Linked DNA regions of Oryctolagus cuniculus: region 2 is linked to region 1. The links are chromatin contacts, called in public Micro-C maps. All regions are on one chromosome and are shown on one strand. Each heading gives the region's core, a stretch centred on a gene start, on an enhancer-like site or on the middle of the called end of the contact. The rest is flanking DNA. Distances are from core to core; before and after follow the strand shown. Region 1 holds the start of KNL1 (kinetochore scaffold 1). Region 2 holds the start of VPS18 (VPS18 core subunit of CORVET and HOPS complexes).

What was found. A called contact is a pair of places that touch in the nucleus more often than the background predicts.
Region 2: a contact with region 1 is called in a Micro-C map of ear pinna, with 10 times the contacts expected there. The contact joins the promoter of VPS18 here to the promoter of KNL1 in region 1. A contact is called at or near these places in 3 of 6 Hi-C or Micro-C datasets (ear pinna, psoas muscle and an unstated tissue).

The regions. Positions count from the first base shown.
Region 1 is chr12:63,757,024-63,764,570 of mOryCun1.1, forward strand. KNL1 (kinetochore scaffold 1) reads left to right here and starts at 2,515. Exons shown (of 26, transcript XM_008269188.4): 1 at 2,515-2,889. TRNAS-GCU (transfer RNA serine (anticodon GCU)) reads right to left here and starts at 2,446; the gene lies at 2,365-2,446.
Region 2 is chr12:64,028,015-64,035,561 of mOryCun1.1, forward strand. It overlaps VPS18 (VPS18 core subunit of CORVET and HOPS complexes), which reads left to right and starts at 3,470. Exons shown (of 5, transcript XM_002717973.5): 1 at 3,470-3,887; 2 at 5,586-5,727. The coding sequence starts at 3,797.

The DNA of each region.
Region 1 (7,547 bases), core at 1,265-3,764:
AGTGCTCCAAGCCACTGACCCTTTATTTCTTTACTGTCCCAAAGAGAAGTGTGAAAAACTACCGCGTGGGTTCACAATCTGAAGGAGGATGACCGCTTCCATTTAGAACTGCATGGAGTCGGTGATCACCGTCTCGGAGCTTTATTGACTTAAGGGCTCCCTCAGCTTCACCCCATTGAAGCGGGGTTTGGCTCGGTTTTATTTCCATTCCCAAGGTTTCTCGTGGAAAAATGAGAGCATCTGAGACCTTAATGCAATGAGAAGGACTGGAGTAACTGGTGGTTTGCTAACTGCCCGTGGCTACCTCACTGTAGGATATGCCATCAAGTGTTAGTCCCTGTTCCCCCTGCACTATTGGTGTTCATTCATTCCTAAGCAAGGCTACTATAAACTGGATATCAGTTTTCTGCTCTACCGATCTTCAATATGATAAAGTTATGTAGTTTTCAGCTCAGTGAGCATTTGAAGAAGCTGTTATAGCAAGGTGGATGTTTTCATATCATAGCATGTGGTTCAGGGAATGATTTGAGCAAATGTTTTGGGTTGCTGTTGCAGACTTAAAAAAAAAATGCTTGGATTCTTGTGAACATCTCCTGGTCTGGTCATAGCTGTTTTCCTCGGGATGGTTACCCAGTGGGACCACACTTCCTGAAGGTAGGGAGCAGACTGGACTCATTTCCATCATTGCCTGCCTCTCAAATCCAGTCTTTGCAAGCCTTGGGGCCGAGGGTCTGGATTTTCTTAAGAGAGTTAATAAATACATCGTAGGCACAACAGCAACAACATTCTCCTTCAGAGCCATGTCCTACAAAGGCTCTAGCACACAGTGGTCTGCCCGGCTGCAGACCATTCTCCACTGAACACTAACACTGGACGCTGCTTCCCAGAGAACCTCATTTTTCAGAGAGAGAGAATGGATCTTTCTGAAGCTGGACCTAGAGAATGAAGATCTATCTCCTGTCAGTCCAGTAGTAAGAGAGCTGGAAAATCTTGGTTACGTATTTGTGCAACAATTATTTCTTGTAGTCTTTCAAGAGTGCATGTGCGTGGATCTTGTAATAGTTCAGAATTGTACTTGTAAGGGAAAATTCTGGTGTTGAGAACAGTTTCTTTGAGCTATACTTTGCTGATGAATTTCCGAAGTAGAGACCTTCCTATAGACCAGTCTTGTACGAGTCCGGCTTGTGCAGCTGCTCCACTAGATGGCGCCGCTAACTCTCTCACTGCCTTTTTCCCATCACTGATTCAAGTACACCCCATCTTTCTCATCTTTCAAGTGACCTGGCAATGCTGTTGATTACTTTACTGTCTTAGAAACAGGGAAAAGAAGCACAGTTTTTATAGAATAGGAGACAAATAGAACTATCATAGCAAGTCTTACTGTTATTTCATATAAAAGAAACTCAAAGTGAAGGCAGGCAAAGATCTGAGGAATAGAAAAATGAGCTCCCAACTCACAATTTCTTTTTCTTCAGATACTTCCAGTGAGTTTTATTTCCAAACGTCTTCAGCTGATGAGTTTCCTTTGTGTAAATGATCCACCCACCCTTGACTGGTCACACTGATACACCTTATGGATTTTCCAAAAGAAGTCATCCTTGGAAGAAGCTGACAAAACTCGGGAAAGTGATGCAGTCCTTCCGGTTGCTAGAGAGGTGGCAGCACTGACGGGCAACTTAAATCCAGCCTGGCCAGGGCTAGAGAACATCCAGACGGCTGCAGGAGCATTTAGGAAGGGTGCAAAGGACCAGAATGTATGAGGGAAATGGAACAGGGAGCTGCAGAACGCAAGGCTGCACGAGATCCAGCCAGACAATGCCAAGGTGGGAAGTAAGGAGGGGAGGGCAGAAGCCTGCTCCATCGAAAGAAGTAGGGCTGACGTCTGCACAGGTGTTGTGGAGAGAGAGCAGGTCCTAGTTCAAGGAAAACATTGCTATCTCCTTGGTGACTCTGAAAGGCCCCTTGACCTCTGCTGTGGCCCCTGTGGCACGCTGCGGAGGCTGATGGATCTCTTCTCATATCATTGCTTTTCTTTGTATTTTATTTTATTTGTTTTCATATTTATTAGACTATTAATAATTTATTTAACTTATAAATAAATACGTGGGTAACAACCGTGGAATTCCATTCGCTGTTGTTTATATAAAGGCAAATGAAATCCAGCACGGGAATCCCTGAAAGTCTCTGTCCTTCCATTTTCAATAGCAGATACTGAAATCTCCAAAAGCCGTATTTCAACTATTTAAAACAGGACACTGTAACAGTATCACTAGTAACTTACGAACAGAATATTCTACATTAATTGTAACTCTACAATTACATTCATCAATTAAAAAATCGGAAGCAAAAAAAAAAATCCGCTTTCGACGAGGATGGGATTCGAACCCACGCGTGCAGAGCACAATGGATTAGCAGTCCATCGCCTTAACCACTCGGCCACCTCGTCCCAGAAGCCTACCTCTTCCTGCTAGCTATAGGGAGTAACACCAGGGGGATGTGACGTAAAGTTATGGAAGCCGCCATTTTGTACGGAAGCCAAGGTCCGTTTTTTTCTGTCGCGAGTAATCGAAAGAAGATGGCCGCTCCCATGATGTGCGGGATCTGCACTGAGGAAGAGAAAATTTAGTTTCGTAGAGGATGAGATAAACTTGAAGAAAATAAAATCTATTCTGAGGCTGGGAAAGAAAGAAGTTTGATCAAAGCAGTCTTTGCAGAGGGGTTGGGCCGGCGTCTAAGGGGCGGAGCGACGCGCTGAGCGGCATTGCGCATGCGCATCAGCTAGGCGGTTAGATTTGAATAGCTCACTCAGCCTGTCTGGGCGTTGTGAGGTGACGTCCTTTCTGAGGAGCGCGCGGACCCCAAACAAGTCCAGCAGGTGGGCCGCGGAGGGTAAGCAGGATGACCTTTTCGTTCTGGGTTTGGGTTTGGGGTTTTGTTTGAGAGCTCTGAAGGCCCCGCGGCGGGAGGTGGGGACGCTCCTTCGGCTGGGCAGCCGCCGAGAGCGTCGGGCGTGGATCCGACGTCTCCACCGCGGGCGCTGGGCGCTTCGCTTCTTCGCCTCGGCCTGCATTTTGTGCCACCTCCTACTTTCCTAGCACTTTCCCACCCACCGCGGGGGCCTTCGGGCCGGCCCTGGTGTCCGCTCGGCGGCTCCCCCGACGTCCGCGCCGACCCGCGCGGGGTTCGCGGACTCTTCCTCACCCCCGCCGCCCTCCCCGGGGCAGCCCACGACTGTGTCTGCTTCTGGCTTAAGCTTTTCTTGGCTTTAATGAAGTGACAGCAATAAGTAGGGTTTAAGTTCTTTATCTACAGTGTTTTTAATGCGAGTGCTGGCAGCGCATAACGGACTTTTAGGTGTTTTGCGAGTGTAACGTGACCAAAGTCAAGATTGCTGTGCCACAAATTAGTTTTTAAAAATCTGACTATCCATTATTCAAACTAAGGGTTAAGGCACCCTTTCTTGCTGTTCATTTTAAATAACGGAGTTGTGAAGGAGCCGGGGGCAGGTGCCCATTGGGATTTTAAAGCTAAGTGTCTTGGGCGTGATAAAGGATGTGATGGAAGACCAAAGCAGAGGCTGACTGTAGGTACTAAGATTGAGGTTCTTACTTCCGTTAAATTGGAACAGTCGCGTTCCTGAGCCCAGTGTTGGGTTCCTCCTTGTCTTGCACTAGGGCTGGGAGCAGCCCCTAACCGTAGAAGGGGCAATAATTAGTGTAACAAGGCTTCTTGGGGAAGTGGCATTTGGAGTGGAACTTGGAGCGATGGTTTATGGAAGGGAGAAGTTAATGTAGGATTTGGGGAATTAAAGATGGAGTTCAGAGTAGTACAGTTCATATTTATGAGATGAGAAACACATGTAAGCTGAGTAAAAATGCTGGAGGTGGTAGTATTAATGATATATGTTTGATGCCAAATCAGACACAGTAGAAGACACTCTGGGTCTTGATGGTAGAACTTTCCACGGTAATGGTAATGTTTTATATCCTCATCCAACAGTGTCCATTAGCCACATGTGACTGTTGAGCACTTGAAACATGGCTGTTGTGACCAGGAACTAAATTATAAATTTTGTTTCAATTAATTAGAATTTAAATAACTACTATGTTAACACAGGTCTAGCATCTGTACCACTGGATAGTGAAAAATATTAAGTTTAGATGTTGGTGGTATAGGCAAAGGAGCCAAATTTGTGTAATAAATACAACTGGCTTCGCTGGCTGCATTGGTTACTAGCATGGTCCTTGTCACATACTCTTGTTTTATTGTGGTTTGTTTTGTTTTATAAACCTGTTAAATATGAGAACTGCTTTTAGTTTAAGAGCTAATTTGGCTCAGTGACAAGGGATTATTTAGACTAGAAATTTCCAGAATTTCTTGATCTATGACACCATTAGGTCAGAAGAAATACCTACTAGTTCCATTTATTAAGTAGTTGGTGCCAAAAAGCTTATTCAGTATTTATGTCCTAACAACTTAATAGCCATTGAAAAAAAATGCACAAATTGAAGAATACAAATTTATTTTCTTAAGTAATCACAGTTACTAATTGGATATGTATATCTGTTGAACACTGTATAACTTCTCAAACCTTGGAATCAGATTGTACGCTGCGCCCTTCATTATCTGTATCATGTTGATAATACATAATTTGCTTTTTGTTTTTTTAGACTTATTTATTTGAAGGGCAGAATGATAGATAAGGGTAAAGACAGAAAGAGTTCCCATCTACTGGGTTACTCCCCAAATGCCACAACAGTCCAGGCTGAGCCAGACTGAAGGCAGGAGCCAGGAACTTACTGCTGGTCACCAAGATCCGTGGCAGGGTGCCCAAGCACTTCGGCTGTCCTCTGCTGCCTTCCCATGCACGTTAGCAGGAAACTGGATCCAAAGCAGAGCAGCCAGGCCTCAAACTGATACTCATATAGGATGTACATGTCGTAGACAGCTGTGTCACAATGGTAGCTCTTGCTATTTGTTTTTTAGATAGTTACTGTTAATTTACCTTCTGTTCCTACTTTGTTTGGTTTTATTTATTTATTTATTGACAGGCAGAATTAGACAGTGAGAGAGAGAGAGACAGAGAGATCTTCCTTCCGTTGGTTCACTCCCCTAATGGCCACTACAGCAGGCGCTGCGCCGATCTGAAGCCAGGAGCCAGGTGCTTCCTCCTGGTCTCCCATGGGGGTGCAGGGCCCAAGCACTTGGGCCATCCTCCACTGCCTTCCCGGGCCACAGCAGAGAGCTGGACTGGAAGAGGAGCAACCAGGACTAGTACCTGCTGCCCCAACTGGGACTAGAACCTGGAGTGCTGGCGCCACAGGCAGAGGATTAGCCAAGTGAGCCATAGTGCCAGCCTATTTATTTGTTTTTTAAGGATTTACTTAATTGAAAAGCAAAGTGACAGAGAGAGAGAGAGAGAGAGAGAGAGAGAGAGAGAGAGATATCTTCCGTCCATTGGTTCACTTCCCAAATTGCTCAGCTGGCTGAAGCTGTGAGCCTGGAATTCCATCAGTCTCCCATATGGATTGGCACTCTGTTGGGTTAAAAGAAGATGGAAAGGATGTTAAAGTTAATCAACCTTTCTTAAATTTTTAAAATTTATTTAGTTTTGGTTTATTATATAACCTCTCCAAATGCTGCTAATGCTGGGCCAACCTGAAGCCAGGAGCCTAGAACTCCCTCTGGGTCTCTCACAAGGCTGGCAGGGGCCCAAGCACTTGTGCCATCAATTGCTACCTTCCAGGATGTGCATTGGCAGGAAGCTAGATCAGAAATGGGGTAGCTGAGACCTGAACCAGGGACTTTGATATAGGATGCAGTTGTCTCAAGCAGTTACTTTAAGCCACTGTACCAAAGGCTTGCCCTGGTTGAGCTGCTTGTTCAACTACTGAGATGATCATATGATTTTTCACCTGTAATGTTTCAGTATGATGAATTGCAAGGTTCATTTTCTTTTCTTTTCTTTTTTTTTTTTTTTTTTTTTTAAGATTTATTTTATTTATTTGAAAGAGAGGCAGAGACAGACAGAGAGGTCTTCTGTCCGCTGGTTCACTCCAGAGAGAGGTCTTCTGTCCGCTGGTTCACTCCAGAGATGGCCGCAGTGGCAGTTCTGCGCTGATCTGAAGCCAGGAGCCAGGAGCTTCTTCCGGATCTCCCACATGGGTGCAGGGGCCCAAGCATTTGGGCCATCTTTTACTGCTTTCCCAGGCCATAACAGAGAGCTGGATTGGAAGAGGAGCAGCTAGGACTAGAACCTGCGGCCATATGGGATCCCCGGATTTCAGGCCAGGGCTTTTACCTACTGAACCACAGTGCTAGCCTGCAAGGTTCATTTTCTAATGTTAAACCAATTTTGCATTTCTGCGTTAGGACAAACATGGCCATGATATTGTATCCTTTTTACAAATTGCCAGGTTCCTTTTACTAATATTTTATTTAGGATTTTCAAGTTATGAAGGGAGATTGGCATGTGATCTTTCCTTTCTTATACTGTATTTATCTGCTTTTTTTGTTTGTGTGATGGAGGTCGTTTTAGGAAAAGAAGCCTAATTTTCATCTCCCACTCTGGGGAGACAGTTTAATTCCTAAAGCTAGAAAATTCAAAAAGTTAGTGTGGTAAATACAAAAATAATCAGTGAAAGTAAAAATTGTTGCTTTCGGAAAGAGGAAATTGGAATGCAAGGAGCTGCTTATGTATACTGGATTTAGCCACCATCTGGGATGCCAGCATTCCATATGAGCAGCGGTTGGGAGTCCTGGCTGCTCTGCTCCACTTCCAATCTGGCTTCTAGCTAAAGTGCCTGGGAAAGCAATGGAAGATGGGCCTGGTATTTAGGCCACTGCCACCCACATGGGAGACCTGGTTGGAGTTCCACCTTGGTCCAGACAAAGTTACAGAGATAGAGACAGAGAGAGACGTCTTCCATCTGCTAACAGCATGAGAATTAGATTTCCCATTTCCCTCCCATGTGTTCCCATTGGGTTAAATCTACAGGTGAATCAGAAGATGTACTTTCTTTAAAAAATATATTTATTTATTTGAAAGTCAGAGTTACGCAGAGAGAGGAGAGGCAGAGAGAGAGAGAGGTCTTCCATCCAATGGTTCACTCCCCAGTTTGCTGCAACGACTGGAGCTGCGCTGATCCAAAGCCAGGAGCTTCTTCTGGGTCTCCCACGTGGGTGCAGGGGCCCAAGGACTTGGGCCATCTTCTACTGCTTTCCCAGACCATAGCAGAGAGTTGGATTGGAGGAGGAGCAGCCAGGACTAGAATTGGCTTCCATATGGGATGCCGGCACTGCAGGCCAGGGCTTTAACCTGCTGTGCCACAGTGCCAGCCCTTCTCCTGTGGTTTTTGATCATTTGGGGAGTGAACCAATGGATGGAAGGTCTCTCTCTCTGTGTCTTGCCCTCACATGGTCTCTCTTTGTAAAAGTTAAAAATGTTAAAAAAAAAAAAAAAGGTTAAACCACTGCCAATTGGCCTTGCTCTGCCCTACAATGTTGTGGGCATTTGGTGAGTTAACCCGCAGATGGAAGATCTCTCT
Region 2 (7,547 bases), core at 2,220-4,719, 270 kb after region 1:
CTTGTTTTGAGCATTTTCTAGGTACAGACACAGAGTTGAGTGATTCACATAACACACTACTATACTCATGGGACTATAAGACGGATTTTTCTTGGAGCCGCTGTTGTGGCATAGCAGGTCCCATATGGGTGCCAGTTTGTGCCCTGGCAGCTCCACTTTCAATCCAGCTCCCTGCTAATGGCTGGGAAAAAGCAGCAGCAGATGGTCCAAGTGTTTAGACCCCCACCATCCACATGGGAGACCAGATGAAGCTCCTGGCTCCTGGCTCCGGCTGGCCCAGCCCTGGACGTTATGGCCATCTGGAGAGTGAACCAATGGATGGAAGATTCCCCTCCCCTTCATCCCTCTCTATAACTCTTTCAAATAAATAAATCCTTTTTTAAAAAGATGGATTTTTTTCATTTTACCCATGTGGAAACCGAGACACAGGAGAGTGCCTTCTCGCAAGCGTCTAAACATTAGTGGGCTAGCAACTCCCTGGAAGAGTTCACCCAGGGGGCTGCGGCTTCCCCAAGAAGTGCCCTACAAGGGTCTCAGTGCCACTGTCAGGCTGAGCACAAGCCTTTGAGCTCTGCCCCACCAGCTCCTTGTCACTGCCACCTGCTGTCAGGTCTCCTGGCAGTCACTCTGCATTCTGCTTTCACCCCCACACCAGACTTGACACTCAGTTCAGGGACCCCTGACTCAGAAATGTCCTCCCCTTGTTCCCAGCTGACTCTCTGCTGTCGGCTCCTCACTGCCCTGCCTCTGCCTCAGGTGTCATCCTCTCCAAGGTGAACTCCACCCAAGCCACCGCCCTTCTTTCTAGAACCCACATCAGATGATCTCATCCCCAGCCAGCAGCTTTCCCAGCAGGCCACAGCCCGTCCCCCTTCCCCAGCCCTCGACGGTCCAGCGCTCCAGCTTTCTCGGGGGCTGCTTATCATCTTTCATTTTTCGCCCTTGGAGATAACACACGCACTTCAAGTCTTAGCTCAAACTCATGCGTTTTCATACACAAATCCACCCTCACTCGGGCCCAGCACCGTGACGACTGCCACGGCGGTCTGAGAGCTGCGGGGCTGGCGAATGTGCGCCTCCGGCTGTGAGATCCTGAAGGCACCGCTGCACACCGTGCTCAGGAAGGTCTGGGCTCTTCCCGACAAGCAGCTTCTGTGGTAACAAAGGAAAGTGCCACCCTACATAACCAGCTGCCCCAAAGAAGCCAGGACAAGCAAAGCTATAGCAGTACTGAGGGGTCCAGGCCGGCTTCACGGAGGTGGACTTGAAACTGTCAGACTACAGTAAGGAGTGTGTGCTGTGGCGCAGTGTGCTAAGCTGCTATTTGGGATATCAGAGTGCTGGTTCGAGTCCTGGCTGCTCCACTCTCCATCCAGCTTCTTTTTAATGCACCCTGGGAGGCAGCAGAAGATGGCTCAAGTGCTTGGGTCCCTGCACCCCTTAGGAGACCCAGATGGAGTTCCTGACACCTGGCTTCAGCCTGGCCTAGCTCTGGCTATTCCCAGCATTTGGGGAGTAAACCAGAGGATGGAGGATCTCTCTCTCTTTAAATTAGAAGAAAATAAATGAACATTATGTAAAAGGCTCAGGCCATATTTAGTTTCTTGAGCACATGTGCTTTGCTGAATGTTATGCTACAGAGATGCGTTTTCATGTGGATCACCTCATTTTCTCCTCAACACAGCCTTACTAGTTAGGTGCTACAGTAACTGTCCCTGTAGAGGAGGAAACTGAGGCTGAGAGCATTAGCTGTGCAGAATCTCAGCAAGTGGATGGGTGGGCAGAGAGAAGGAGGCGGACCTCTGGTGCTCCAAAGTCCAGTCTAAGGACTGAAGAATGCGGGTGTGGAGGCGGACTACTGTCCCACCTAGACCTCACCCCACACATCCCAGGAAGCGGGCAGTCGCTGAGGACAGTGAGGAGGTGCTGGAGGTATTCTGAATCCTCCAGCTGCTCCTGAGCTCCCAGCAGGCCGGACACCCCTCTCTCTGCACAGCCTAGGCCTGAGGGCACACAGCAGGTGCTCGGGGGTGGGGCTCTTTCCTTGCAGCAGGACAGAAACTTCCCTGGGCGGAAACCTCTGGCCTACCGGCCAGCCAACATGACACCCTCAGGTGGGAAAGCAGCATTGGGACTGCAGGTTTGGGTGGGAGAGGCAGGTGCCCCTGGACAACATAACCTGTCACTAGCTCAGTGGTGGCCGATGAGGGTCAGGCAGGGAAGGTGGACAAGAGTAGTGTCACCACCTAAAGCACAGAGCAAACCTGAGTGCTTTGGAGAGTGAAGGGCCAGTCTTAGTAGTTACGCAGTGACCCTGGCCGAGAGCTTTCCACCTTAACAAAGTCAAGTGCATACATCCAACAGGGAACAAACTCCATCCGGGTGCCTAGAAGGCAGAAGAGGGAAACAGCGTTAGTGCACCTGAGCCCCCACAGTCCCGCGGTTAAGGACCCCTCAATGCCTTAGTCTGGGCGGCTCCCTCCACTCCCCATCCCCTACCCCCACCTCCTTGTCCCTCACTCCTACTACTCCGGAGGTATTGGTTTCCTAGTCCTTGCTGCTCCCCAGCGCTGTGGCTGGATCACTGAGTACATTCCCTATAAAGCAGAGACCTTTATCCATTTTGTTCTCCGCCATGTCCCCGGAGCCCATACAGTACCTGGCACAGCATGGACACTCCCTTGTGGACCGAGCGACCTTCTGAAGAAACTCATGAGTCGCTTTCCCAGTATTTACTTGAGGAGTACCCGCCCCCTCCCATCCCAGCCCTGAAGATGCCGCATTCACGTCTGTGACCCCAGCGCCCAGCCCAAGGTCTGGCGCGGAGCAAGTGCCCAACACCCCTGTGGCCAGCGGGTATATGGATGCGGCCACGCGGCCCTGGGCTGTTTCGTCTTCCCTGACTTCGTCTTGCGCCACCCTCACACCAAGGAGCCCCTGTGGGGACAGGACGTGCCTTCTGGCTGGCCAGGCCACCAGTCCTGCCACTTTCCGGTGGCAAAAGGGAGGCCAGGACTGCTCAGTCTATGTCTATGAAGGTGAGGCCGAGACAGCGACTACACTGAGGAGCCGGAGCGGGGCCCAGGGAGCCGGCAGTTTAGAGAGGAGGGGGCAGGAGCTGGTCAGGGAGGGAAGCCTGGGCATGAAAGCTGGAGTCCGGCTCCGGACAGGTCGGAGAGGGGGCTGAGAAGGCCGGCATTGCCTCCTAGTGTCGAAGCCTGGGACTGCAGCGGGGCACGGAGGGCAAGGCAGGGCCGGACCTCTTCTAGGCTCCGCTCCCGAACGGAGGCGTGCAGGGCTCACCCCCGGGCTGAGATCCCAGGCTCTGCGCCGGCCGGCTGCCCCTGGAGAGCCGACTACCGTCCCGCCGGCCCCCAGCCCCAGGAGACCGCGCCGTACCGCGCAGCGGAGGACGCCGCGATGTTCTGCGCGCGCAGACCTGGGGCGCTGAGAACCCGGAAGTGACGTTATAGGCGCGCGTCGCGGAGCCGGAGTCAGCTGAGCTGCCGGGGCGAGGTTGATCGCCAGCGATCGATTAAAGCAAGCCTGTGATCCTTCAGGGTCACGAGCAGGGTGCAAAACTGCATCAGATTCAAAGGGGAGGGCTCCCCGACCTTCTCGCCCTATAGGCGAGAGTGAGATCCTCTGGATTTTAAAGGGAGGAGGCGGCGCCAGGTTCCCAGGATCTGTCAGAAGCTGGGGAGGCGCAGCTTTCCATCCGGGGCGACGGGGATCCCTGCGGGGAGCCTTGTGGCGATCCCCGGACCCTGGACGAAAGGCCCAGAGGCCGGGCACCATGGCTACCATCCTGGATGAGTACGAGGACTCGTTGTCCCGCTCGGCCGTCTTGCAGCCCGGCTGCCCCAGCGTGGGCATTCCCCACTCGGGTAAGGAAGAGGAGGCCGCCGTTCTGCTCTCCTAGCACCTGCGGGGGACCCGCGGGGAGCGCGGCTTCAAGAGCTCCGATTCGCCTCCGGGATGTGCATTCCGGACCCAGACCCCTGAGTCTCTGCAGGCTCTCGCGGCCCCCCGCTGGTGGAGAGCCGAAGTTTGAAAAGTGGAGCAGCCGCAGCCGCGTGCTCTAGGCCTTACCACTGGAGTCCTTTTAAAGAGGGAACTGGGCCTGAGATAAGGAAGTTCCTGCCGAGGAGGCCGCCGTTAAGCTGTTGGGTGAACTGAGAACGCGGCCCAGGCTTCTCCTGATGTCTGATTCTGTGCCTTTCTGGAGAACATTCCCCAGGCCCCTTCTGGAGGTGGGAGGGAGAGAATGGGCAGAGAAGCTGGTAAAGGGGGTGCTGTAAGGGACGGAGGGATTCCCCGAGGGAGCTTTGTCACAGAACAGAGAAAAGCAGAAATGCAGTCTTTTTGGCTAGAGCTGGGTGCAGCACAGAGTTTAAGGGAGATTTTGTAGAAAGAGGTGCAGAGTTGGCAGGGTGCTGGGATCTTTTGAACGACGGAGGGTGAAGACGAGAGAGAATGCAGCTGCGGTTTAACACTGCTGATTGGGATGGTTCCCCAGTGGCTCCCTGTGCCTCGTGGAAGGGATCCCCAGTGGCTCCCTATGTCTCATGGAATGGATCTCCAGTGGCTCCTTGTGCCTCCTGGAAGGGATCCCCAGTGGCTCCCTGTGTCTCGTGGAAGGGATCCCCAGTGGCTCCCTGTGCCTCGTGGAAGGGATCCCCAGTGGCTCCCTGTGCCTCGTGGAAGGGATCCCCAGTGGCTCCCTATGTCTCGTGGAATGGATCCCCAGTGGCTCCCTGTGCCTCGTGGAAGGGATCCCCAGTGGCTCCCTGTGCCTCGTGGAAGGGATCCCCAGTGGCTCCCTGTGCCTCGTGGAAGGGATCCCCCGTGGCTCCCTGTGCCTCGTTCTTCCAAAGGCCCCCATAGTCTTTTCACGTATGAGCAAGAAGGAGGGGAACGGCTGGAGCTTGACTACCTCCATTGAGTAGGGATTGCTGGGCCAAAGACTGTAGAGGGAGAATGTCCAAACCTCCCTGCCCTGTTACACTGGAAACAGGTGCATTATGCATCTCGAGGGGCCGAAGAACCAACCCTCCCATGCTGTCAGCAGTGTGGGAAGGGGGCGAGTGTTTGTCTCAGTTAAGTCTCACTTGGGATGCCTGCATCCCATATGGAAGTGCTGGCCCGAGTCCTAGCTCCTTTGCTTCCTACCCAGCTTCCTGTTATTGCACACGCTGGGTCAAGTGCTTGGGTCCCTGCCACCCATGTGGGAGACCTGGATTGAGTTCCAGGCTCCTGGTTTCTGCCTGGCCCAGCCTTGGGTGTCGCTGCATTTGAGGAGTGAGCCAGCAGATGGAAGATATTCTCTCATTCTCTCTCTCAGTATGTCTGACTTATAAATAAAATGAAAATATAAACTTTTTAAAAAGTATGGGAAGAGACCTTCAAGGCAGAGGTGACCAGCAAATGTCCTGATGTCACACTCATGCTGGCGAAGGCCCTGGGGATGGGAATGTGCCACAAAAGTCGAGGGGCACCGCTAGTGTCCTTTGTTTGCTTTCTCGCCGCTCCTTGCCCTTCCTGTGTCTTCCGGAGCTGATGTGCTGTTCGCCCCTCACCCGCAGGGTATGTGAACGCGCAGCTGGAGAAGGAGGTGCCCATCTTCACGAAGCAGCGCATCGACTTCACCCCTTCCGAGCGGATCACCAGCCTCGTTGTCTCCTGCAACCAGCTGTGCATGAGTCTGGGCAAGGACACGCTGCTCCGGTGAGTGCGGGCCCAAAAGGTGGGGATTTGGGCTCCTTTTTCCACTCCGGACAACCGAAGCAGTGGATTTGGCATTGTCAGGAACTGTCCTACCCCTTCTCATAAGGGACCAGTGCAGTGTAGGAGTTAGCAGTCATGGGGCAGGCATTTGGTGCAGCAGTGAAGATACCACGTGGGATGTCCACATCCCATTCTGGAGTACCCAGCTTGTGTGCCAGCTACTCTGCTTCTGATCTGCTTCCTGCTAGTGCACACCTTAGGATGGCAGCAGATGATGGCTCATGTACTTAAATCCCTATCTGCCACGCGGAGACCCAGACTGAGTTCCTGACTCCTGGCTTTGGCCTAGTGTATCCCTGGTTGTTACAGTCATTTTGGGGAGTGAACCATTAGATAGATAGAAGGTCTCTCTCTCTGTGTCTTTCTCTGTGTATCTGTGTGTGCCTCTTTGCCTTTCAAATAAATTATTAAAAACAAAACAAAACAAAAAACACCAGACCTGGATTCAAATCCCAGCTGTGCTTACCAGCTGTGGAATCTTGGGCAAGTCACTGGTCTCTCCAAACATGTTCCTTCAGCTGTTAAAGGTAGAACCAGCCTAGAAGTTAGTCGCATAAATCACTGGAACTCTCGAGTCCTGAAACACATCCACCAAAGTAGCAATGACATATATGACAACGGTGTGAGCAAAATTGTTTATCTACCTGAAATGAGCATCTAGTGCCCAGCATTGTAGAATGCCAGCAGTGGGGTAAGCTGCTGCTTGCAATGCCAGCTTCCCATATCAGAGTGCTGATTTGAGTTCCAGCTGCTCCGCTTCCATCCAACTCCCTGCTAATGGGCCTGGGAAGGCAGCAGATGATAGCCCAAGTATTTGGGCCCCTTTCATCCATGTGGGAGACCCAGATGGAGTTTCTGACTTCTGGCTGTGGCCTGGCCCAGCCCTCTCTGTTACACTTGGAGAATGAACCAGTAGATAAAAAATGCCCCCTAGGGGCCAGTGCTGTGGCTCACTTGGTTAATCTGCCTGCGGCGCCAGCATCCCATATGGGCGCCGGGTTCTAGTCCTGGTTGTTCCTCTTCCAGTCCAGCTCTCTGCTGTGGCCCGGGAGGGCAGTGGAGGATGGCCCAGGTGCTTGGGCCCCTGCACCTGTGCGGGAGACCAGGAAGAAGCACCTGGCTCCTGCCTTCGGATCGGTGCAGTGCTGGCGATTTGGGGAGTGAACCAATGGAAGGAAGACTTTTCTCTCTATCTCTCTCTCTGTCTATAATTCTACCTGTCAAATAAATAAATAAAAGCCCCCCCCCCCGCTGCCACCCCATCTCTCCTCCTCTCTGTTGCTCTGCCTTTCAAATAAATCTTTTTTAAAAATGAATTCTAGATGGAATAGTTATTTAAATATAGAAACAATGAAAATATTAAAAGGACATGTAATGTCTGTGGTCTCAGGCTAAAGGACGACTTTCTGACTCAAAGCCATAGCCGTGGGGGTTACACCCGCAGTGAACTAAGTGCCTCCCCTGGGCTCCACCCTCAGAGGCTCCAGCCACTTCCCAGCGTCACCACACTGAGGCCAAGCTTCAAAACATGAACCTCAGGGGACAAAGAACAGCCAAGCCATAGCCCTTGTGTGGCTGCCAGGACTGTAAATTGCCACCATCTTTTGGAAACCTAATCAGCCAATGTCTATTGTTTTTCATAGACCTTTTTTAAAATAATTTTTTCTTTTATTCTTCCTTTTTTCTACTTTCTTTTTCTTTTTTTTTTAAGATTTATTTTATTTAATTTAAAGGCAGCACTACAGAGAGAAAGAGAGAGA